7 separate regions of the Mus musculus genome follow, and all the other regions are linked to region 1. The links are chromatin contacts, called in public ChIA-PET, HiChIP or PLAC-seq and promoter capture Hi-C maps. All regions are on one chromosome and are shown on one strand. Each heading gives the region's core, a stretch centred on a gene start, on an enhancer-like site or on the middle of the called end of the contact. The rest is flanking DNA. Distances are from core to core; before and after follow the strand shown.

Region 1 (3,237 bases), core at 377-2,876:
GACGATGCTGTTGTCAACTTCTTGAAAAAAAAATAATAACTCAGGCAAAGATTAGACACGTCGTAGGTGTCATCTTTAGCAAAGCTAGTGGGACTCTATTGCTTAGCATACACATTTGTGCTTTGGGGTTTGAGAGATGGCTCAGCAGGTAAAGTACTTGCTAGGCAAGGCTGATGACCTGACTTTCATCCCAGGATTCCACAGTGGAAGAAGATAACCAATGTCCAAAAGCTGTCCTCCAGCCTCCACTCAACAACCACGATGCACATGTACTCTCCCTATAATAATAAATCTTAGAATTCCATATTTGTTCATTTGCTTTGAGACAAGAGACAAGGTCTCACCATGCAGTTCTGGCTTGCTTGGAACTTGCTGTGTAGAACAGACTGGCCTGGAACACACAGAAATCTGCCTGTCTCCACCTCCCGAGTGCTAGGATTAAAAGTATGCCTCACCACAAGCAGCAAAAAAGATTTTTTTAGAGACAACTGAAATGAAGTAAGAAAGGCATATTGGTGTGAACTGAGAATCCCAGAACTTGGAGACACCAATACATGTTCAAGGCTAGCCAGAGCTACAGAGCAAGTCCCTCTTTCAAAAATCTGGACAAACAGGGCCAGGGCGTGGCTCAGCAAGTTGTGCCTGTTGTTAAGCCCGATGACCTGAGTTCAATTCTCAGGATCCATGTGTTGGAGAGAGAAGGGAACTGACTACCAAAAGGTGTCCTCTGATCAATATCAAACAAAATTTTTTTTTTTATTGCATGGAGAAGAGGCTTAATTAAAATTGTTCCTGGAAGAGAAAAAAGTGGAAACATGGTACCCAAGCTGAAAGGACAGGTGGCGGTGGCGGCACTTAAGCAAAGAAATAAAGGTATGACAGGAATCCCTAAGGCCCATCTGGATTCCTTTCCTTTATTGCCCAATAACAACGTGGAATTTATTGCGTTTTTGTTGTTGTTGGTTTTTTGTTTTTGTTTTTTTTTTTTTTTTGGTTTTGGTTTTTCGAGACAGGGTTTCTCTGTATAGCCCTGGCTGTCCTGGAACTCACTTTGTAGACCAGGCTTGCCTCTGCCTCCTGAGTGCTGGGATTAAAGGCGTGCGCCACCACGCCGGGCTTTTATTGCGTTTCTTTTAGCAGACCATAAGCTTTAGAAGGTCAAGTCCTCATCTATTGCATTAATCACTGTATCCCTGGGAAGGAGAGATGGCCACTAAACAGTCGCTGGCGAAGAATAGGCACAACGGTGCTGCAGGGTAGCCCTAAGCACGGAATGAGCAAAAAGCACCCACAAGTTGGAAGCAAGGGATCCCCCCCACCCCAAACAAGCTTCTTAAGGGGGCTTCTGAAATAATATCGGAAGGGTGGAATCAGGCTTCTGGAATATTCGCGAAAGGGGCAGGTGGATTGTACGGACAACGGGGAATGACAGGTGAGCGTAGGACTCTCCTGGTCAGGAGGAGCGGGGCGGCGTGTGGCGCATGCGCACGCATGCCCTCTGCCTGCCTCCTCACCGGGACGCGCTTGCGGGCGAGTGCACGCGCGAGGTCGAAGCGGAAATGGCGCCGCGGGGCCGCGCGTGCGGGCGGCGAGCGGAAGTGGGTGTGAGAGCGGAAGTGGCCGGCTGGAGCCGGGGGCTGGGCGGGGACCGGGATCGTCAAGTAAGGCGGCGGCGGAGGCGGCGGCGGCTCGGCAGGCGGGTTGAAGCTTCGGGGGCCAGGTCGGTCGGGTGGTGGCTGCCTGCTACAGGCAGCGCGTGCCGGGCCAGCGCGTGTGTCCGCCTCTCCCCACCCCGCTCCCCGTCCCCTTCTCCCCTCACCTACCGCACCCAGCCCCCCTCGTCAGGGGCAGCGGGGCCGCTCCCTCCGTCCTACCCTCGATTGCCCACCCTCACCGCCCTTGTTTCTCCTTCCCCTGCCCGGGGCAGCCGCCGCCATGATCCTGCTGGAGGTGAACAACCGCATCATCGAGGAGACGCTCGCGCTCAAGTTCGAGAACGCGGCCGCCGGGTAAGCGCACGCCGGGAGGAGGCCGAGTTGACCCCAGCTAAATCCCGGGTGGCGTCCAGCTCCCCAGCCCTAGAGGGGGACAAATCGGGAACCTGGCGCGGCTTCAGGGTTTCCCTGGCAGGATGGACGTGGGAAGCCACGGGGCGCGGTGAGCCGAGGGCCTGAGATGCGTGGGGAGAGGCTGAGATAGGGATGCGGAAGCAGCGAGAGGACAGGGGCAAGGCGTGCCAGAGAACAGGAGACCTGTAGGACGTGAGGGCAGCCGAGGCCAGAAGTCACGCCCGAGAGCCTACGGTCCTCAGGGGGGAAGAGAGGGGTGCACTTCCCTCTGTCTTTTCCGTCATTGTACCGAACCCAGAGAGACCCTTTTGGGGAAGCTGGATTGAATGGAGTTTTCAGGAATTCCCAGGGCGAGGTGGGAAGAACGTGTAGGCCCAGATCGCCACCAGCATTCTGCTTCCCCACCCCCATCTCTCGAGACCCCAGGAAAAGCAGGAGGCAAGACTGAAAGCAGACCCAGGCTGCTAGGGGGGTAAAAAAAATCTCTAACCTACTGTGAAACTAGCCATTTTGTTATATATCCTTTAGGCAAAGCCAACGGTTCTCCATCCACACTCTCTTTAGCTCTCGAGACAAGCTTGCTCTATTTACTTATTGGTTGTGTGTCTTAAATTCTTATCAAAGACCCCGGTCTTTGATTTCTTCTGTAGTAATGCCGACTGGGTTAATAGCTGCTTCTGCTCCCAGAATCTATAAAGTTCTTAAGATAACCATTTATAACATCAGCATCTTAATATATGGGACGTATTTCCAGCCCTCTCTGTCATACACAAAAAAGCAAACTCCTCCCTTAAAGCCGCGTTGCCTCTCTAATATATTTAAAACCTGAGCAGAGGAATTGGGTTTTAGGTTCTAATTTATGGTGGCCTGTGGCCATTCCTTTGCCTCATTTCCTCATTGGTAAAGGTGGGGCTTCACATTTTGGTTTCACAGTTAGGAAATAAGTGCAGGCTGTTTTCTGTGAACTAGGAACTAGAAATAGGAAAGTGCTTGCCGATCCACAGAGGGAAGAGGACTGGGAGAGGGGGAATTCATTCATTCTCCCCCTTTAATTCTAAGCATTTGTAATGAACTTGTGGTTCACAGACATCGAAAGCATGAACCCACTACTTACTCGGAATACATTGTCTGCTCCGTCTCTTTTGTAAGGTTACAGATTTTACCTGCA
Region 2 (3,237 bases), core at 552-3,051, 960 kb after region 1:
CCAGCCTCCCCCCTCCGCTTGCCCTGCTCACTCAGGGTTCCTCCAGCAACTTCCGCCCATGCCCCTGCTCTAGCTGTCATGTCCCAAAACTCACATTTGCTCCCCTCGGCCACATGCACCAACAGGTCCTCTTCCCCGGGGGGCGAATCGCTATAGGAGGCCTCTAGGCGCTGGTATTCAGTGTCAAACTGTGCCATCACCACAGCCCCCTGTCCACCTTGTTAACCTGCCAGTGAAGAGAACCCGGATCAGATCCAGGCACTGTCTCCTTGCTGTCCTGCCCACCAGGCCAGAGGGAATGAGAAAGGGATTTGTTTTTTCCCACTAGCATCCTTGACTCAGAAGCAGTACAGGGATAATATAGCCCAAGAAGCACAGCTAAGCTTGGGACTTAAGGGGGCCTTCACCCTGGTCCTGAATCCCAGAACCTTTTGCTGGCTTAGCTACTATGCCAGAATCTGCCCCTCTGGTATGGGGTGAGTTGTTTCATTTTCTGTCCAATGAAGAGAAAGTTTCCTCCCCTGCCCCTCCTGGAAACCCTGGTCTCTCTAGAGACTAACAGTTTGAAAGCATGTTTTTGTAAACAAAGGTTTAAGATAAGCACATGGTCCTACCAGCTCCATGGACAGTTTCTGCTACACGTCAGTCCTGGGTGCCCTGGTTGGACAGCTGCTGGAGGAAAAGGTGTCAGGCTTCAAAGAATGGAGAGTTGGGACAGAAAAAAATCCAACCCTCCCACCGGTCCAAGCCCCCACTAAGGAGGGCAGAGAGATGGGGAAGAGACACTTTGCCAGTTGTGTCAGATGTCCCCTGTTGTTCTATGTAGAACCATTCATCTACTTTGAGGATACCAGGGAGTAACTAAACTCTCTGACCCAGTGCAGAGTGAGTCAGTACAGGTCCGAATCCAAACAGCCCTTTGGGACTGTTTTACCTCTGGTCTACCTCAACTTTAGAAATCAGACATGCTTTTCGGGGTCCAGAAAACCCCGAATGGGAGTCTTCTCAAGATTTTTCTGGACAATCCCTTCTGCTTCCCTAGCATCAGAGACGTAGGCAGGCATGGCTTTTGGATCAGAATTTTCCAGTCCATGTAGACTCCGGATCCCGCTTGAATAAGTGGGTTCCCTGGGTGCCTAGTGCCAGGTGGGGTCAAGGTGGTATGGTATACTCCCAATCAGTAAAGACTCTGGGGATGGTGGATCTTGGTCCGACCTGGTCCCAGAGGGAGTCCCTTGGTTAATAATAAGAGGTGTGTGCCTCTGGAAACACACTCACCTGGTCAGTGTAGACCCAGGGCCCATGGATCTCCCCAGGAAGGGCCTGTGCCCAGGGGTGTCTGTGGATGGTGGAGGGGTCGAGCCAGATCTACAGCTGAAATCCCTGGTGGGCTGGGATGCCTCCCCAATCCCAGCCACCTAGACCTGAGCACAGGGCGCCCCAGGGTCGCCCGGCCCCAGGCCGGGGGCTAGGCTCCCAACAGCGGACAACCCGGCGCGCGGCCCCGGCGCACGCGCGCTCCCCTGGCCGCGCGCGCCCTCTATCAAAACATTCTAGCTGCGCGCCCCCGGCCCGCCCGCCGCTCCCCTGCCCCCGTTACGCATTACAAGCTCACTTGGGGCTCAGTGGGCATCCCTGGCCAGCTTGGGCCTGGGTCTGGAGATTCCAGTTACCAGCCTCGCGTGTCACCGCAGGAACCGGGATCCAGGGGATTCCAGAAGCCGGGTCTGTTCTGCTGGGCTCTGCCAGACCCGGAGCTCTAGGCCCTCCGTCTGTCATTCACTGTCACCCGCAGCCAGTCTGGCCAATGAAAAAAGTGGGTGGAGACATGGTGGCCAATTCTTAGCCCAGGGGGCAGGACGGAAGGCTGAAGGCGGGTCTTGGAGAGCAGAAGACCAATAGTGTGCTCTACGTGATGAGGGGCTGGGCTACGGGCGCGGCAGTGTGTCCCCTTCGCCTCTCCGTAGCCGCCGAATTGTTGTGGTGTTGCAGAAATCCAGTTTTCGAACGTGGTCTTGCGTGTGGCTCGGCTCTCGGGACATTAGGGGAGGCTTCTGAGGGAGGGTCGAGTGACGAGGCTTGGTGTCGGTGCTAGTAGTTCCGTTGGGTAGACTCTGACTGGTAACTCCTGGACTCGAATTGGGTCTTGGTGCTCTCCATTTCACTCCTGAAGATCCTCACGTATTTACCGCAGAACTGATTTGTGGGAGCGGGTAAAGGCTGAAGGGCATTTCTGCGTGGGGATGGCCAAACCGGCTGGCGATGCGGCAGTAGGATCTCGTTCTGGAGAGTTGTTTCTGCCCTCCGTTTCTTCTTCAGCCACGTCGCCAGCTCCAAGTGCAGCCTCAGCCCCTGCCTCCGTTTCCCTGTTGTCCCTCAACGGGGAAGCTCCACTCATTCGGGGCCTGAGCCTGGTGAGCCAAGCTCCTGGGGAGGCTCTGGCCTGGGCGCCGCGTACTTCCTGTCCAGGTATCCGGGTTGCTTTGGGGTGGACCTATGAGGAACGTCACAGGGTTCCGTGAAGTCTATTAACACGGAAGACTTACATCGTGATTTCCCAATTTAGGAATCCACACTGACTTTATGTTGGTCGGCTTTTTCTTTCCTCAATATATTTCAGCCTTGGGTTGTTTATACAGGGCTGGCCCATAAATTGTCACCATAAAGGTTTCTAGCTATTGTTTATATCTCGTTACATTAATACCACTGCTTTTAAAACACCTTTCCTAGGTCTATTTCAAATCGAAGTAGACTCCAGTCAGATATATTCCCTTTTGCTAAATATAGAATAATTTACTGATTTTCTACACTAGTTTGTCTTCGGCTGTGTTTTCTTGCACTTTTTTAGGTTGTCCACTGCAACTGGGAGTTATAAGATGTGAACATCCATTTAGGAACTGGTTTTATATGGTTAAAAATAAATTTAATCTGGGAGTTGTTAATACCCACCTGTAACCCTAGCACTTAGGAATCTGAGGCAAGAAGGAGACGTGGGACTTTAAGAAAAACCTAGACTGTACAGTGTACAGGTCTGGATTCCATCCCCAGTGCGGCAGAAGTATTTTAGGGCTTACTAGGAAGGGGGCTAAAGGGACCTTTCAGACACTGTGATGTACACCTTTCCTAGGTTTTGGTTAGGTATCAAGATGTGATAAAGACCATTCCTGGACTTGTTTTCCTGGGTGTGTGCTTGCTTAAACTCAGAGAGACCGCTATGTACACCCACAAGTTCACTTT
Region 3 (3,237 bases), core at 553-3,052, 930 kb after region 1:
AAATGTGTGGGGAGGTGTGGACATGTATTTGTGTGTATTTGCATGTGTGTGGTCACACATGTGGGGAGGTGTGGACATGTATTTGTGTGTATTTGCATGTGTGTGGTCACACATGTGGGGAGGTGTGGACATGTATTTGTGTGTATTTGCATGTGTGTGGTCACATGTGTGGGGAGGTGTGGACATGTATTTGTGTGTATTTGCATGTGTGTGGTCACATGTGTGGGGAGGTGTGGACATGTATTTGTGTGTATTTGCATGTGTGTGGTCACATGTGTGGGGAGGTGTGGACATGTATTTGTGTGTATTTGCATGTGTGTGGTCACATGTGTGGGGAGGTGTGGACATGCATTTGTGTGTACCCTGAGGCTTGTGGCTGATGCTGGGAATCAATCTGGCAGGTTGAGGTTGCTCTTCCTCTTTATTCATTGAGACTAGGCCTCTCAGTCGAACCCAGAGTTTGCTGATATAACACAACCAACAAGCACATGAGTGTGGCAGGCATGTAAGTCGGCAGATGACCCAAGTCAAGGTGTTTGGGTACAGTTAGAGCTGAGAACAGGGCTTCTGCCTGAGGTAGCCAGGAAAGACTGTCTTAATTTCTACCGGTCTTAGAGTGAAAATCAAAGGAAGAGGAGGGGAAAGTTGAGAGGCAGAAACTGGTTTTTTGTTTGTTTGTTTGTTTACTTCACCTGATTACTTGTTTCCACGTCTAGACCTACGGGAAGGTAGAGTGACTACCAATTCCAAGTAGGAGAAGCTGTGTGAGAAGCAAAATGTGCTGAGCCAGGAAGGTCTCAGTCTGTGGTTCCTAAAGGTGTACACCAGTTTAATGACTGCCACTCTTCAAAAAACATTCCAGAACCCCTGAGAATGTGCTAGGCTAGTGTTTTTCAAGTTGAGACATACTAGAAATGTGTTACCATTCCTTCTGGAGCTCCCCTCTGAGTCAGAAGTCCTAGGACCCAGGCATCTGTTTAAAATAGCTATGTAGTGAGTTTCACCTGAGACTGTTGTACTTTAGGTATTATGTGCCAGGCAGGGCCCAGTATGAAACAGGTAGAGCTGATCCTTGACTCTTTGATATATTTTAATTTTATCATTGAAGGGAAGGGTGTGCAGTTCTCTTGGGTTTTTCGTCTTCTCTCCTTTCACTATGGATGTCTCTTTTCACCAGGTAGTCCCCTTTGTGTGGCCGATGCCTCTCTCTCTCTCTCTCTCCCTCCCTCCCTCACCCCCGAGCCTGGGTGTCTCTATGTAGTCTTGGCTGTCCTAGAATTCGATATGTAGACCATGCTGATGTCGAACTCACAAAGATTCACCTGCATCTGCTTTCTGAGTGTTGGGAGTAAAGGCTTGAGACACTGTGCCAGGTTGGTGAACAGCTGATTTCAATGAGGTGACGTGTAAACTGGGATGGAGGGGAGGAGAAGACAGAGCAGGTGTGCTCAGATCATACCGACAAGGGCTAGGGATGTCTTAGAGGGTGAACATCAACACTAAAACCTGGAGAGGAATCTGCACCACTGAGAAACACTGTAACTCCTCACAGAAAAGAGGTAGCCTCGGTCTGGAGAAATGGCTAGAGAAAAGTAAGGTAGTGACGAAGTGAGCAGGCTAAAGGCCGAACTGCTTCCAAACCACCCTTGTCCACCGACACGTCCATCTTTGCCTTCACTGGTTGGTTCTGAAAAAACTCTTCTAAGCTTTACACCCGCTCCCGGGCGTGGCTCAACTCTTCTGGGACTCTCCGCCTGCAATCTACTGTTGCCCGGGATGGACCCGCCCAACGTGATGACGTCAGAGCGCGCGAGCCCTCGGGAGGAGGAGTAGGGGCTGCGGGCCGGCGGACGCTCAGGCTTCGGTAACCTGTGCTGGGCGGGGGAGAGGAAGGGGCGGGGCGGGGAGCCCCCCGGAGTTGCTGTGTTGCGGACGGGGCCCGGAGCGGGAGTCCTTGGCACGCTCAGCTCTCGTTTCTTCCCCGCAGCAGGCCCCGCACGGCCAGGCGATGGAGTTTCCGGACCTCGGGGCTCACTGTTCCGAGCCGAGCTGTCAGCGCTTGGGTGAGGGGCGGAGCACGCGGGAGGCGGGGCCGGACGGCTGGGGCTGGGGACTGCAGGTAGGGCCAGGAGGGTGAGCACTGGAGCTGGAAAGGCCAGGAGGGCGGGGCTCGAAGTTGTGGGCGGAGACTAGGGGCGTGGCCAAATTGATCGTGTACTGTGAAAGAGGTACAGTGTGTTGCAAATAGGGCAGAGTTTTTCCTACCTGAGTAGCAGCTTTGCGCAAGAGGAAAGGACATCTAAGTTTCCTTTGAACCCGCAATCTGACCCATTCTCTGTAGATTTTTTGCCACTCAAGTGCGATGCCTGCTCGGGCATCTTCTGCGCAGACCATGTGGCCTACGCCCAGCATCACTGTGGATCAGCTTACCAAAAGGTGAGGGGGCGATCGTGAGGGTGGCAGGGGTTGGTGTATGGAGAGGAGAGCGGGTGCAGATGCTTTCAGGATCTGTCTATTTTATGTTTTCCCCTCTTAGTTATTGTGTTTCTAAGCCCAGCACTGGGTAACTTTGTTTTTTGTGTATTTGTGAGTGGTATATCCGGGTTCTTTAAGAGATTGCTTGGCTCTCATACTGACTCCTGACCCTTGACTATAGGATATCCAGGTACCTGTGTGCCCTCTCTGTAATGTGCCTGTGCCGGTGGCCAGAGGAGAGCCTCCTGACCGTGCTGTGGGAGAGCACATTGACAGAGACTGTCGTTCTGACCCAGCACAGCAAAAACGCAAGGTAAATAAATAATGGAGGGGTTAGTGAGACAACCCAGCGTAGTATACGGACATCTGCAAACCCAAAAGGCTAGCTCCATGGGGGCCAGAGGAGAAGATGAGTTTCCTAAATAACAAACCCTGTTTCATCTCAGATCTTCACCAATAAGTGTGAACGTTCTGGCTGCCGGCAGCGGGAGATGATGAAACTGACTTGTGATCGCTGTGGCCGAAACTTCTGCATCAAGCACCGTCATCCCCTGGACCATGAATGCTCTGGGGAAGGTCATCAGACCAGCAGGGCAGGGTAATTACCACCAAATAGCCAACTTGCTTTGCTTCAGCCATGTCTTCCTTGACCAAGGCAGTCTTTATGCTTTTTGCTCCATTTTGCTTGCAGTGCTGTGGACTGAAACTAGGCAAGCAAGCACTCTGCCCCTGAGGTACTGCCTTGGCCCTTTTGTTGTTTTG
Region 4 (3,237 bases), core at 547-3,046, 910 kb after region 1:
AGCTCCTCCAGGCTGCAGTCTGTCTCCAAGTCCCAGCCATAATAGAGTCTCCTTCGGATTCGAGCACTTAGCTTTTGGTGTCCTGGAAGGACCTGAAACAGGGCCAGGAGTAGTGGAGGGTGAAGGGCAGGGAAGGTTTGGTGGAAATCCTGGGTACTGACCCGGGCCTATACTCTACCCAGCCCAGAGTTCCCAAGATCATTTGTTAATGGCAGCCTAGTCTTGTCCACAGTGGGAGAAAGACAATAAGCCCGCTTCTGACATCACTGAGGGCTCCCAATAGAAGACTAGACAACTAGAAACCAGATGGGACCCCAGTCTAATCACTAGCAGTTCCCCTCTTATAACCTGAGGCTTTGCCTTCAGGCCCAAGTGGCATTGCTCTCAACAATAGCCCACTCCAGGGCATAACAAGTAAGAGAGCTCCCATTCCGCTCGGGTCTGGAGGAGAACGCCTGGGAGTTCTGACTCCCAGAGGCAGAGAACAGGCGGACCTCTCACCATGAAGTCTTGGAAACCGGTGAGGGAGAAGGCGCCTTCTTCGTCCAGCAGGAGCCCAGTCAGGTCCATCGCACTGTCAGCCGCCACCCTGCGAAGGTGGAGGGAAAGGGAAGGAATCGTAAGTGACCCCAGAGCCGTGCTCACCCGTTGGCCCACCTCTCCCGAAAGGGCCACCGCCCGACTGCGCGCAGCCTCCTCCCTTCTCGCAGGCGGCCGTGGGACGCCTCTTCCTGTTCCGCGTGCGACTGGGCCTCCCGGCGCCCGACGACAGGCGCGGCGCTCACCAGGCGAACCAGGAGGTACGAGGGCCAGCAGTGTTCTCAGCCCGTGCCGCGTTCGCTAGGCGTTTATAAGCTGCGGGAGTGAGTGTCACCGACGAGTCTGCGCGCCCGGCAGGAAGTGCCTCCTGCCTTGCCCAACCTGAGAGCTCCGGGTCTCCGGAGCTATGAGCACCGGGGGCAATTGTAATACGGTTCCCAGGGGACCGCGACACACCAAGGGTGAACGCGCTGACCAGGCTTTGTAGTCGTGGTACAGATAGTAACGAGCCTAACACAAAGGCAACGCGGCGAGTTGTTTCCTGGGTTTTAGGGAAGACGCACTCAATCAGCAATGCCCAGGAAAGATGAACAAGAAACTTACCGTAGGTGGGAGAACTGTGAACAAGGTGGGAGGGAATCTGTTGAATCTTTATGCCCCTTAGAAGTTTGAAACTGTAACACTCGAATACATACTGTATTCTGTATGGTTACTCCAGCAATTAAATGATCTCAAAAGATATAAAGCCTCAATGTACGATGTTAAACAGGTCTCCCCAAAGCAAACAGCGCCTGGATGTTTTATTTCCAAACACTCCTTCCACACAATTTGCGGCTGAGAGATTTTGGGAAGAGAGAGGGCCGACGCTCCAAGAAGGAAGAAACAACTTTTCGAAGTTGGTGAAGCTGCTTTGAAGTCATTAAAGTCACGCGCTGGTGTTTGTTTATCCGCTGAGGGGAGGGGACTGGAGGCGAAGAGGGTTGAGTAATGGGGATGGCACCGCCCTTCCCGATCCCAAGCAGATTGTAGTCAAGATCCTGGGGGCCTGAAAGCCCACTCACTGCCTCTGGGCAGTGCCTCACGCGACAAAGAGGTCTCCAGCCGCCCTGTAAACACCGGGAGAAGACCTCAGGCCTCGCAGCCTCAACGCCCGCCCCGGATCACCCCTCCAGCACCCTGGAAGCACACCTTCGTGGGTGCAGGATCACGACAGCGGCCAACGCGCACGCGCGGGCGTCCCATCCGGGCTGTTAGGGCACGTCACGTGGCATCGCGCTTCATCACGTGACGCTTGACCGCAGGTTTTTTTGCTCGCCCGTGCGTGCGCCCCCTTCCGTCTGACGCGCCCCCGGCGGCGGCCGCGCAGCCCTGGCTCCTCGCGGGCTCGGGCAGCGGCTGCGGCGCGGTGATGGCGAGCAGCGGTGGCGGTAACACCGGCGCGGGTGGCACCTCGGGGCTGGGCCTGGGCCTGGGGCTGAGCCTCGGCATGGGTGAGGCCACTGGCGACGCGGAGGAGGAGGCGGCCGCAGCCGAGGCAGTGGGACGTTTAGCTACGTCCCTGTGGCTGCGGCTCCGCGGCTGGGAGGCGGTGCTGGCGGCCGCACAGCGACTGCTGGTTTGGGAGAAGCCGCTGCACAGCCTGGTCACGGCGGCCACACTCAACGGCCTCTTCTGGTAACGGCCACGGAGGAGGGGGCGGGGCCGGGCTGCGCGGGAGAGCGGGGGCGGGAGGACCGGGTGCTCCCTCCCTTGGAGGGCTGTCAGCGTCTGGGGCGGTGATCCTGCACCAGGTGGCCCCATTTTTTAGTCTCTTAGTGACTGGGTGAGGCTTAGAGGGCCATCTCCCCATCCATGGGTCTTTCTGTGATTTTCGATGGATTTGGGAGCCTCAACTGAGATGCCTGTCTCCCTAAGGTTGTTGTCTTCGTCGTCCCTCCGGCCCTTCTTCCTGCTCAGCATCTCACTTTTGACCTATTTTCTACTGGATCTCTGGCATCCTCGCTTTCTCCCTGACGTTTCAGGTGAGTTTCTTCATTCCACATGCACTGTATGCACCTGCTCCGTGCATCACCCTGCTACTTGAGGGGAGGCACAGGAAGGCCATTTATCTCCTAAGGCATCCTGTATGCCCTTCCATCGTTTTTTTTTTTTTTTTTTTTTTTTTTAAGAAAATTGCCTGAAATGAGAATTGTTTCTTTTCCAAAATTAATGTTCTTGTGAGTTTAGTAGTCAAAACTATATAGCATTTAAAGCTGGGTTCAGAAACAGCATATCGTACACCTTGTAGTTGGTGGGTAAAGGGAATGCTCTGGACTTCACATAGTGGTTCAGGCCTGGAAGCGAGAGACAGAGGGATTACTGAAAAATTGAGACCAAGAATGTTAAAGAGAGGCAGCTCTTTCTGACTTTGGATCTGTCTCTAAGTGCTTCTTGTATTCTTAACTTACCCCACACCCTTTTCTCCATAGCACCACCCCCTGAAGAACCACACTCTGACAGGTGAGTATAGGCCACCTTTTAAAGAAGATGCCCAAATGTGGTCTGCTTGCTGTGCTCAGCTCAAAGAGGAGCAGGGCTGTGGCTTGTGCAGGCATAGGCCCAGTGTAATGAAGGGACTTACAGCAAGCAAAAGTATGCCTGGCTCTAGGCTTCTTTGTATGCAAACGCTGTGTTCCTTCTCCCGTGGAGGTAGAGGGT
Region 5 (3,237 bases), core at 221-2,720, 890 kb after region 1:
AGAAAGACTACATACATGACAGGGACCCCGAGAGAGCATAGAGCCTAGTGATATTACTGCCATCTTGGTTCAAGTACATGCATTGTGTGATATCTATATGGGCTAAAATTGCCTAACAACACAGTTGTCAAAAAACATCTGGCCATTTCAAGTGACACAGGACTACATATATGGTGGTTATTTGCAGCCACCTTGAAACGCTGTGTGTGGAGATGGTTATTTGTATCCTGGGCTGTTCCAACAGGATAAACTGGTCTCAGAATGATTAAAGAGTCTTCACTGGGCAAGAGTTTACACTGGGAAAGATTAGACATACAAATGAAGTTGCCAAACCCTCTAATTTCCCTTATAGGCACATCCTGGCATGCACTCTGAAACTCACCAAAATTGAGCTTATTGGCCTAACTGGTTCCGAAGGTCAAAACCCACAAGTCGATGGTTTTGTCTGAATGGGAGGAAGCTGTTTTAATGTGGCCAGGGACAGCTGGCCCTATAAAAATGTCTAAACATCCAGTCTGGCTGCTCCTACCACTCAGCCTGGTCTTGAGGTAAGTATAACTCAGTGAGTCAGGCATGATGGGGCATGCCTGTAATCCTAGCACACAGGAGGCTGAGGCAGGAGGATCTTGATTTGGAAGCCAACCTGGACAACATAGCAAGAGACTTTCAAAACAAAACAAAGTGGTAGAACGGACTGGGGCCTGAGACTGTTCACAGCATGGAGGGAGAAGGAATCTAAGTCCTCTGGGGTTTGACTCCCCGCCCCACACTCCGCAAATTGGTCTTCCATGATCACGTTAACCAACCTCGCGGGTTTAATTTGTCTTTTAAAGGAGAGACTGTGAAGTTGCACGACATTCTACCACTCGGGTTCCTCTCCCAGGGATAGTTCCTAAAATACCCTGCAGGGGGCAGTAAGGTCCTACAGACCATCTGTCGAGCCCACGCCCTGTGCCACCAAAGAGGGCAAACCTTAGGCCCTGCCGCCAAAGGTCACACGCCCCGCCCTCGAGCGCCCTAGGCGTCCATCTGCCCCCCCAACCCCCGCTAGAACTTTGTCGCCCGCCTCTCATTTTTACAGCATCCGCTGCACACAGTTACGGCTCAGGGCCCCAAAGGGGAACAAAACTAATTCATCCCAGCGGGCCAAACACGAAGCCTGCTAAGGAGGGGCTTCACACGACACACTAAAAGGCAGAGGCCGAAAACGGACTGCGCGTGCGCAGGTCCGCCCACTCCGGGAGGTCCAAAGTCGGGCTGCGCGCGGTCCCTTCTGGGAAAAAGCGCCCGGGTCAGGGGCCACTGCACGAGTTTATCTTTGCTTTTCGGCGTCCGGACAGACCCAGATCTCGGCGCCGACACGAAACCAACCCCACCTACCGTCAACGGCTGCGGGAACTCCCACCCTCCTCAAGGCGGGCCTGTCCTGGTGCGCAAACTGAGAGGCCACCCCCCCACACACAACACACTCAGGAAGGCGGGGTCTTGGGTGTGGGCGGAGCCAGGGCCCTGGTGGGCGGGGCCCGAACCTCACTTGTTAACGCCACTCGCAACTCTGCTGCTTTCCTAATTCCTTTCCTGTTGCCCTAAGTTGAAACGAAATACTACTTCTCTCTTGCCTCTTCATCTTTTTTTTATCTGCTTTACATTTTAGTTACTTATTTAAATCTTAAATGCAGGGAGAGGGCAGGGACCCTGTCGTATTCATATCCGTGGATGTAGGACCTTGCTCATGGCAAAGAGTAAATATTTGAATGCTAGAGTTCATTCAAGAAGCCTTGACAGTTTACAGGCAGAAATCTCATTTATTCAGTTCCAACCCGCTAAACCATGGCCTCTGCTCAAGTCTTAAGAGGAGGAAAGGCAGCCCATTTTGCAAGTGGGCCACATCCACCTCCACTGGGACAAAGTATACAGACTCCAGCAAGGTGGCAGTTACTGCTAAACTAAGACAAAAATGGTGGTCTTGATGATTACTGGGACCTAACCCCTTCTCTGCTAGCTGTGGAGTACGATTCCCCAGAGTTAGGCAACAAGTCGGCTCTCTCTCCTGTTTTAGAGGATCCTCCTTCATCCCCAGAGTCTTCAGGCATTGGACAGAGGCAGTGGAGAGGCTGTGGGATGCAGGAACACAGGTTTCTGATGGGTAAAGGAAGCCCATACTCTTGAGCAGCTTTCCTCCTGGATTGCTGAAGCATTTGAATTTCTTGGGCAGTGAAAGAAGTTGGCAGCCTCTGACCTAAGCCTCTCTCAGCCCGTGTACCTGTAAAAGAGGGGTGATCAGGATGGAGAGATAGCTCTTAGGAGCTGGTACTGCTCTTACAGAGGACCCAAGTTCCAAGTCCCAGCACCCATGCCGGATGGCTCACAACTGCCCGAATCTCCAGGTCTGGGAGGATCTACCATCACTGATCTCTACATTTTATGAATGCAAATATCCAAAGACACACATACACACATATGCATAATTTAAAATGAAAATTAAGGTTTTTTTTTTAAGTGAAAAATAAGTAAAGGTCACTGCCCTGCCCAACCTAGGGAGTAGTGACTACCTAGCCACTCCCCTGGGACCTGGTCTCAACTTACCAGATATAGTGTTTTCTAGGAGAAAGCCCAGTAGACCAGCTAAGAAAATGGGTTCTGCCAGCAAAGAACGAAGAAACATATCCAGGGGGCTCCAGCCTACAAAGGGTTGGGGCCAGGCAGGAAGGTAACTGATACTGTCCCAGGCAATGAGTCTTCCCTTTCAGACGTAAACTGCATCTCAAACCAGGGACACATCTCACTAGGCTGCCATTCCATCCCATCTACCTTTTCCCTCTACACACTCCATTCCCCACACTCAGGCCCTGCCCAGATTCCTTTCTCAGCACCATGTTTTCTAAGCACCCACATTCCCTCCAGGTACCCTTTGTCCCAAGCTCCCTTCTGGGAAGTGTGACATTACAAAGCCCTAGTCTCTCCCACTTCTGACTTTCTCTGCTCTACCCTGGGCCTCTCAGTTTCAGTCCTACTAACACTTTGGACCAGATAATTTGGTTATAAGGAGCTGTCCACTGCATCAAAGAATGTTTAATAACCTCTCTAAACACTGAATCCCAATAACAATACTCTTTCTTCCCATTTATGACATCCAAGAAGCATCTCCAGACATTGCTAAATGTTCCCCATGGAGCAAAAATCACCCCCCAGTTGAAAACCACTGCTCTAGATAAAATAGGCTCTAGATAAAATAAA
Region 6 (3,237 bases), core at 364-2,863, 570 kb after region 1:
TTATCAAACCTTACTGTTTAGGCATTTGTCCTGAGCTCTCAGCCTACTTATGCGTACCTATGATGTCAACACGCCTAATAACCATGTGCTCAGATGTGGAAAGCAAGGCACTGGGATGACTGGCAGAGAGGCAGGCTCCATCCCCAGCCAATGGAGCTGTATTTCAGCACTTTCCTGGCAGTTGGCACTCATTCCTCCTCTCATCCTCCCCTGTCTGCCCGCTCAGCCCAGTTCTTGGGCTTCCTCGTCTATGCTCTTTCCCCTTTGGCCTCTTAGTCCACTCCAGCTCATCTTTGTTCTCCGCAGCTGATTCAGCAATTCCCATCTTGACTTAGAGTGAGGGGGAATTGAAGCATGGGTTTAGCCTCCGGTCCTATCCAGCTCCCACCCAGTCAGGTCCTGTGCATAGGACTCCTTTCCCAAGCTCCTGATACCAACCCCAGCCCAGACCAAAAGTGCCTCCTCCTTGTCCTTGTTAAACTGGTTAATTAATGGCTGCAGCCTGTGGGAAGCAGATGTTCTGGGGCTGTTGGTGTGTGGGGGGGGGAGTTGGAGTGGGGTGATGGAGTAGGGGGGTTCCCACGTGGTGTTGACACCACAGGCCACACATACAGGCTGTACAGCCCCCTAAAACCCAACACAGTGAGTTTTCTCACTTATGACCTTCTTAACCAGGTTTGGAGGCCCCAGAGCCTTGCCTTCCTTAAGAACCTTGTTTTTCCATTTCTTTTGAAATGGGGGTGGGTAGATGGGGGTGGTTGGAGAAAGTGGACAAATTCCAGTTGGGGAGGGGGTGCCTGGTGAGGGTAACACTAAGGGGTTCTATGGGAGGAGAACAAGTTGAATACTGGGTGAGTGGCAAGCAGGCTTCCCTTAGAGACCTTGGACTCATCTGCTCCCATAGGGGTGACAATTTGGCTGTCTAGGTTCTGGTCTGCATTTGGGGAATCCTTGGCACCTGTTGTCACTCAGTATGAACAGAGTAAGCTCCAGTTGGTATAATAGGACAGGACTTTCTGTCCTTTCCCCTTTTCAACTCCCTGCAAAGACCCATTGGGTACAACTGGGGATGGTGGTGGTGGGCTTTCTCACTCACTGCCTGGAGGGAGGCCAAAGTCTTTGGGGTTGGGATGTAGGGGAGAAGGCACCTCCCCGCTCCAGGGAAAGGAGAGGGAGTTTCCCCGAAGATTTGGGATCTTCAGGGCTCAGGAAGCAAGAGCCCCCAGGCCCAAGGGCCCCCACGCAGTTAGTTGCTAGAAAGGCTTGCAAGGGAGAAAGGAGCTGGAAGGAGGGAATTCCCCCGGGGGCCTAGCCGGATAGGAAGTGGTAAAAGGGAGGGCTGCAGAAGAAGTTCTGAGCCCCAGCTTCAGACCTCGGTGTTTGCTTCTGTACAATGGGAGCCGATTTCCAGCCACTGTGGCCGGAGGAGGGCTGGAACACCGGATGCCTTCCTCATCTCTCTCCGTGCCTCCCTCTGCAGGCGGTGATGGAGAACATGCGGCGTAAGTGCAAATGCCACGGCACCTCAGGCAGCTGCCAGCTCAAGACCTGCTGGCAGGTGACGCCTGAGTTCCGCACAGTAGGGGCGCTGCTGCGCAACCGCTTCCACCGCGCCACGCTCATCCGGCCGCACAACCGCAACGGTGGCCAGCTGGAGCCCGGCCCCGCGGGAGCACCCTCGCCAGCACCGGGCACTCCAGGGCTGCGCCGCAGGGCCAGCCACTCCGACCTGGTCTACTTTGAGAAATCTCCCGACTTCTGTGAGCGCGAGCCGCGCCTGGACTCGGCAGGCACTGTGGGCCGCCTGTGCAATAAGAGCAGCACGGGTCCCGATGGCTGCGGCAGCATGTGCTGTGGCCGCGGCCACAACATTCTGCGCCAGACGCGCAGCGAGCGCTGCCACTGCCGGTTCCACTGGTGCTGCTTCGTGGTCTGCGAAGAATGCCGCATCACCGAGTGGGTCAGCGTCTGCAAGTGAGCAGACCCAAGCTCCTCTGGGTCTCAAGAATGGTTGTCCTCTTGGTGCCTGGCTTCTGCCGCTAGCGGATCTGAGCCAGGCAGCAAGCAGCAGCCTTGGCTCCTGAGAGAGGTGGTTGGCTCTTACAGCCCCGAGGGTCTACAATCACCAGACAGTCCAGATCTGATTGACATTCCTCCGCTCACCTCTGTAGGTTCCCCTCTTTCTGTTCCTAGCTCAGACAGCTGGGGGTGATAGTGGAGACTGTTCCACACCCTAGGACAGGTCACCAAAGCAGCCCAGCCTGGCATGCCTACCTCCTGTCATCTCTTCTTCCCTTCCCCAGGAGTGATAGGCAATGCACTGAAGCTGATGGGCACCGGGGAAGAAAACTAAAAGGCAGAAATGGCCGTCATCGGGCTGAAGTGACTCTAAGGGCTCCAGACCTCTGCTCCTGTCTTTCACTTAACAGATATTTATTTTTGCGCTCTCTTTGAGACACTCTCTGGGGAAAAAGAAGCTCCGGAGTCTACAGGCTGATTAAGGGACATGGACAATAAACCAGTAAACACACAAACAAGGTTATTCCAGGCAATGTTATGGGTTATGGGGAAAATTAATCAGGACCCCTTGTATACTTTGATTTGTGGGAAATAGAGCCCTTCCCCCTTCCCGCTAAAACTGTCAGCCAGGAAGACTTCTGAATTGTGATAGACAAGCTGTGACCTGCAGGGTGAGAGAGAGCCATAGGGAGGTGGGGAAGGGCTTTCCAGACCCATAACTCTGAGGGGAGAGAGACCTACACTTGCTGAAGGATCAGCAGAGCAGCTTCTGTGTTTGGAGTATAAAACTCAAGGGCTGATCAGAGCGACCAGAGGATGGGGTAGCCATAAGAACTGGGTTTTATTAAAGAGGAATCTGCAGAGACTCTTAAGCAGACACCAGTTGTGCTCTGGTTCCCACACGAGTGGGGGTCTGGCCAAAAGGATGATAGTCAGAAAGAACGTTATGGTTATGGGGACCACGGCTAATACCTAGCTGAGGCCTGAGCTTGGATGACAGCAGTAGGGATGTCTAGAAGGACCCAGAGATCCAGAGTCCTCAGTGCCAGAATTCTAACCGCCCACTTTGTACCTGAGCCCTTTGCCACAAGCCAGGACGAGTGGCTGTGCCCAGCAGCAACCGATGGCAGAGACAGGAGGCACTCTGAGGGAAGCAATCCCGGGCAAGACTCAGCTCAACCCAGCCAGCGCCCCAGGGAGCAGGTGGGGCCAGGAGGT
Region 7 (3,237 bases), core at 407-2,906, 540 kb after region 1:
CTGTGTACAAAATTGCTATGTGCTGGAGCGGTGCAGTGCATGAGAAAGGAAGAAACGTAGGTTGGTCCAGTGTCTGGCTGAGCGCTGTCTCCTCTCTCTGCTCCTTTCCTTCCCCAGAGGGCCTCACACTCTGCAAATCTCCTTATTCAGGACCTTTGACACCCAGAATCCTCATTAGGACTCCCAGAAAACCCAAGGCCTTATTTGTTTGTGTCTAGGCTCCGGTTTTTCCATCCCTTCTCCCTGCTATTCATCTTCTTTCCTCAGATCTGCTCCCCCTCCTGATGTAGGCATCTGTGGCCTTCTCCTGCCTTCTTTCTGGTCCCCCAGTCTCATCTTTGCCCATTTGCCCCACTCTCTGGACGACTCTCTGGACCGGCCCTCCTCTTTGCTCACCAGCGGTGTTTGTCTATCTTGGCACTGTTCTCCGTTTCCACTTCTAAATTCCTCCCCACCCCAAACGACAAGGAACTTTCCCCTCTGGTGTGAAATTTCTGCCACGTGGGCTTAAGGTCCCCTGTTTAAGGTTGATGGGCCCTCTAGATAGCGGTGGCGGGGAAATTGGCTCCTGCTTCGGAATGTCCGCACCACCTGTCCCTCTGCACTCCTGGGGCACGTCGGGGGGCCTCTGCCCCAGGCCAGAGCAGCAGAGGCTGCCGCCCGCTGCCAGCCGCTTGGCTTGATGAATGGAGCTGTCCCTCCTCCCCACGAGGCCTTTGATCTCCCCCCGTGGGGAGGGGGTCAGGGGCATCAAAGACATTTTTGTGGCATTAGAGAATCAGATAAACGCCATCTCACCTGCAGCTGGCTCTCCCACCCCTTCTGCCCTGGCCAAGTTGGGGGAGGAACTTGAGGCTCCAGGAACCCGCGGACAAGTGAGACCTGACCACAGCCAGCGCTGACCCCTCTTCTCTTGGAAGTCAGCAACCTCGGCCCTCCGCCACGTTTATGAGTAGCGAATACTGGAGCGCAGGCCCTGGAGAGGTTCCACTTGCTGTCTTATCTCCCCCACACTGTCCGCCCCCAACATCGGCTGGCTGCGGCTGCAAGGCTAGGGAGCTAGAACCCAGGCCTCGGGCTCGTTCCCTTGCTGGGACAGAGGCTGAAGAAGGGGCAAAAGACGCGGGAGTTGGTAACGCCTCCTAAGTTCGTTGGGCTGGCGATCCAGTTGGACAGCCTTCTACCGAGCATCCTGCGCCCCCGGCCGACTTCCTCCCTGGCCCCCATCTGTATATCCCTACGTACTGTTCCCTCCCCCCAAACTCCCTCATTCCTGGGAAGTTTTCTCTCTTTACAGTCAACAAACCTGTCAAACGTCTCCCAGCCAGTCCCCCTTCCCCAGTTCTTCCTCCCTCCCCCCCTTACCCTTCTCGACTATTCATCCCGCCCCTCCATGCCCCAGGTCCAGGGATGGCAGGGGACAACCCCGCAGAGGCTAGGAGAGGGGCAGGCGGGCGGGACCCGCACCCGTGAGCGCGCGGCCCCGCCCCAGCACCCGCCCTCCGCTGCGCTCTGCGCCCGCCGCCCCGGGGCGCACGGCTCCCTCCCAAGAGTCCCGCCGCCTGACTGTCGCAACTGCCACCCCCGTGGCCCCCCTGTCCCCCTCCCCCGCCCACGCTTCGGCCCCGCTCCCCTCCCACCCCCGCCCCCGGCTCTGATTTCTTCTCTCCAGCGAGCTCCGCAGGAGACACAGGCGCTGGCTGCTGGGTCCGCTCTCCGCCTCCGCCGCGCCCTCCTCGCCCGGGATGGGCCCCCCCGCCGCCACCGCCGCCGGAGCCCTAGTCTCCGGGCCGCCGCCTCGGTCGCCGCGTTTGCCCTGAAGCCCGGTGCCCGCGCGCCCCGGCTCACCCCGCAGCTTCACTCCCCACCCCCAGCCGCCTCCCCGGCCAGACTGCGGTAGAGCTCTCAGGATGCTGCCGCCGGTGCCCTCCCGCCTCGGACTGCTGCTGCTGCTCTTGTGCCCCGCGCACGTCGATGGACTGTGGTGGTGAGTGCTGAGTGGGACTGTCTCCCGCGCAGCTCCAAACACCAGAGGGTGGGGACCCAGAGCCAGTCTTGGGACTTGGCACAGCGATCCTGCTGCCTTCAGGCTCTACCCGCTCCAGGATCCCAGCTATCGGGAGGTTGCACCGGGACCCTCGCAGACAGTTCCTTTCGGGTCTCTGCCCGAGCACTTCTGAAGTGCCACTTTGACGTTCTGTACCCCTGGATACTCTATTGTGTTTTCTTCCCGTATAGTCTTCCTTCCCCCAAAGAAATGTGTCCAATTCGCATCATCAAGGAGTTGGCAGATAGGTAGGGAAGAGCTGTTGGACATCATGAAATCCATAGTGAGAGATTGGGTGAGAACGGGGTGAGGAGGGGTGGGGACGGGCGAGAAGGGCCCTCGAGCTAGATTTGGGGAACAGACAGGAACAAGGTGGAAAGCTCTAAGACAGAGAGAGTCAAACGGCTGCCTCTTGCCCGCGCCTCATTGCCTACCACCTCACCATTGCTGGCCCCTTCAGCATTGGCAGTAGTACAGGAATAGGGAATGCAAATGGGGAAACTGAGTCAGGACTCTGACTTCTCTGCTTTTCCCATAGCGAGTAAGAAAGACAGAGGGGAGATCCCGGAGGCCCTCTCTTCCAGAACTGGGAAGTAAGGAATTTTTTTTTTTTTTTTAATGTGTAGCGGAGGAGGTGTAGGAACTCTTGAGAGCGATCTGATGAAGCCAGTAGGAGCCTGGCCAGCCGAGAGATGGGGTAAATTCTCAGATCCGAACTCTGGGATTTAGCCAGAGCAGACACCTAGACTTCGAGGGTTTCCAAAGCTTTGAGCCTTGAGGGGAAGGACAGAGGAGGGGCAGCGGGGGTGGGGGGCGCCAGGACAACTCAGATCCAAATCTTCAAGACTTTTTTCCTCTTAGTTTTTTAGAGCCACAAACACCCGCCCGGAATAGTTCAGTGTTCAGAGAGGAGGAGGAGGGATTTGGGCAAGAGTGCTGATAGATTAGCCAACCCTAAGAAAGCAAGGACTTCTACATTTGCATATAGCCCCGCCATTGGCTGAATTTCTACCCTCTCAGCCCTCTCACCCGCCTTCGCGGCTTTGGACCCAGGGGTGGGGCAGGCCCATCCCTCTCTTCAACAGAGATTGAGTACTATGCCCACACAGGAAGCTGCTGGCCGCTATCCTTCCGCGACGCGGGAAAGACATCCTCGTGGGTGTCAGTGAGAGGGCTAATACAAGATCCAG

Evidence for each region. Promoter capture Hi-C pulls out the DNA fragments that hold promoters and counts their contacts. ChIA-PET counts read pairs in DNA pulled down with a chosen protein or histone mark. HiChIP or PLAC-seq counts read pairs in DNA pulled down with a chosen protein or histone mark.
Region 2: a contact with region 1 is called in a promoter capture Hi-C map of pre-B cells, with 4 times the contacts expected there. The contact joins the promoter of Atg9a here to the promoter of Arpc2 in region 1. A contact is called at or near these places in 3 of 39 promoter capture datasets (the C10 cell line, liver and pre-B cells), 2 of 484 Hi-C or Micro-C datasets (B cells and pre-B cells) and 5 of 115 datasets of contacts at active chromatin or transcription factors (effector CD8 T cells, large pre-B cells, memory CD8 T cells and 2 more).
Region 3: a contact with region 1 is called in a promoter capture Hi-C map of pre-B cells, with 2.8 times the contacts expected there. The contact joins the promoter of Zfand2b here to the promoter of Arpc2 in region 1. A contact is called at or near these places in 4 of 39 promoter capture datasets (the C10 cell line, neutrophils, pre-B cells and 1 more), 1 of 115 datasets of contacts at active chromatin or transcription factors (memory CD8 T cells) and 1 of 9 other capture datasets (liver).
Region 4: an RNA polymerase II ChIA-PET map of memory CD8 T cells shows a contact between it and region 1, with 40 read pairs. The contact joins the promoter of Cnppd1 here to the promoter of Arpc2 in region 1. A contact is called at or near these places in 3 of 39 promoter capture datasets (liver, neutrophils and pre-B cells), 2 of 115 datasets of contacts at active chromatin or transcription factors (memory CD8 T cells and thymic regulatory T cells) and 3 of 9 other capture datasets (adipose tissue, liver and pancreatic islet).
Region 5: an H3K27ac HiChIP or PLAC-seq map of thymic regulatory T cells shows a contact between it and region 1, with 4 times the contacts expected there. The contact joins the promoter of Nhej1 here to the promoter of Arpc2 in region 1. A contact is called at or near these places in 2 of 39 promoter capture datasets (neutrophils and pre-B cells) and 1 of 115 datasets of contacts at active chromatin or transcription factors (thymic regulatory T cells).
Region 6: an RNA polymerase II ChIA-PET map of memory CD8 T cells shows a contact between it and region 1, with 29 read pairs. The contact joins the enhancer-like site here to the promoter of Arpc2 in region 1. A contact is called at or near these places in 2 of 39 promoter capture datasets (the C10 cell line and pre-B cells), 2 of 484 Hi-C or Micro-C datasets (CD8 T cells and pre-B cells) and 4 of 115 datasets of contacts at active chromatin or transcription factors (memory CD8 T cells, microglia, pancreatic cancer cells and 1 more).
Region 7: a contact with region 1 is called in a FOXA1 HiChIP or PLAC-seq map of pancreatic cancer cells. The contact joins the promoter of Wnt6 here to the promoter of Arpc2 in region 1. A contact is called at or near these places in 1 of 39 promoter capture datasets (pre-B cells) and 3 of 115 datasets of contacts at active chromatin or transcription factors (bone marrow-derived dendritic cells, pancreatic cancer cells and pro-B cells).

What each region holds. Positions count from the first base shown.
Region 1 is chr1:74,234,891-74,238,127 of GRCm38.p6, forward strand. It overlaps Arpc2 (actin related protein 2/3 complex, subunit 2), which reads left to right and starts at 1,627. Exons shown (of 10, transcript NM_029711.2): 1 at 1,627-2,009. The coding sequence starts at 1,936.
Region 2 is chr1:75,190,209-75,193,445 of GRCm38.p6, forward strand. Atg9a (autophagy related 9A) reads right to left here and starts at 1,802. Exons shown (of 16, transcript NM_001288612.1): 1 at 1,616-1,802; 2 at 615-672; 3 at 95-226. The coding sequence starts at 197. It overlaps Ankzf1 (ankyrin repeat and zinc finger domain containing 1), which reads left to right and starts at 1,952. Exons shown (of 13, transcript NM_026187.5): 1 at 1,952-2,469. The coding sequence starts at 2,244.
Region 3 is chr1:75,166,844-75,170,080 of GRCm38.p6, forward strand. It overlaps Zfand2b (zinc finger, AN1 type domain 2B), which reads left to right and starts at 1,803. Exons shown (of 10, transcript NM_001159905.1): 1 at 1,803-1,864; 2 at 1,988-2,063; 3 at 2,342-2,436; 4 at 2,657-2,788; 5 at 2,922-3,073. The coding sequence starts at 2,009.
Region 4 is chr1:75,140,915-75,144,151 of GRCm38.p6, forward strand. Cnppd1 (cyclin Pas1/PHO80 domain containing 1) reads right to left here and starts at 1,797. Exons shown (of 10, transcript NM_026977.3): 1 at 1,729-1,797; 2 at 1,144-1,646; 3 at 502-589; 4 at 1-92. The coding sequence starts at 570. It overlaps Retreg2 (reticulophagy regulator family member 2), which reads left to right and starts at 1,872. Exons shown (of 9, transcript NM_170755.2): 1 at 1,872-2,214; 2 at 2,455-2,561; 3 at 3,009-3,039. The coding sequence starts at 1,949.
Region 5 is chr1:75,123,756-75,126,992 of GRCm38.p6, forward strand. Nhej1 (non-homologous end joining factor 1) reads right to left here and starts at 1,471. Exons shown (of 9, transcript NM_029342.4): 1 at 1,381-1,471. Slc23a3 (solute carrier family 23 (nucleobase transporters), member 3) reads right to left here. Exons shown (of 12, transcript NM_194333.3): 11 at 2,587-2,682; 12 at 1,786-2,263. The coding sequence ends at 1,974.
Region 6 is chr1:74,801,643-74,804,879 of GRCm38.p6, forward strand. It overlaps Wnt10a (wingless-type MMTV integration site family, member 10A), which reads left to right. Exons shown (of 4, transcript NM_009518.2): 4 at 1,481-2,534. The coding sequence ends at 1,978. Among named protein-coding and RNA genes, the nearest start is that of Gm32099, 8.2 kb to the left of the region's middle. Within about 2 kb of position 1,614, at least 171 of the 459 cell types and tissues checked have an H3K27ac peak or open chromatin away from gene starts, as enhancers often do. A contact at or near this core is called in CD8 T cells, memory CD8 T cells, pre-B cells and 1 more, where this site is marked.
Region 7 is chr1:74,770,236-74,773,472 of GRCm38.p6, forward strand. Wnt6 (wingless-type MMTV integration site family, member 6) reads left to right here and starts at 1,657. Exons shown (of 4, transcript NM_009526.3): 1 at 1,657-1,987. The coding sequence starts at 1,911.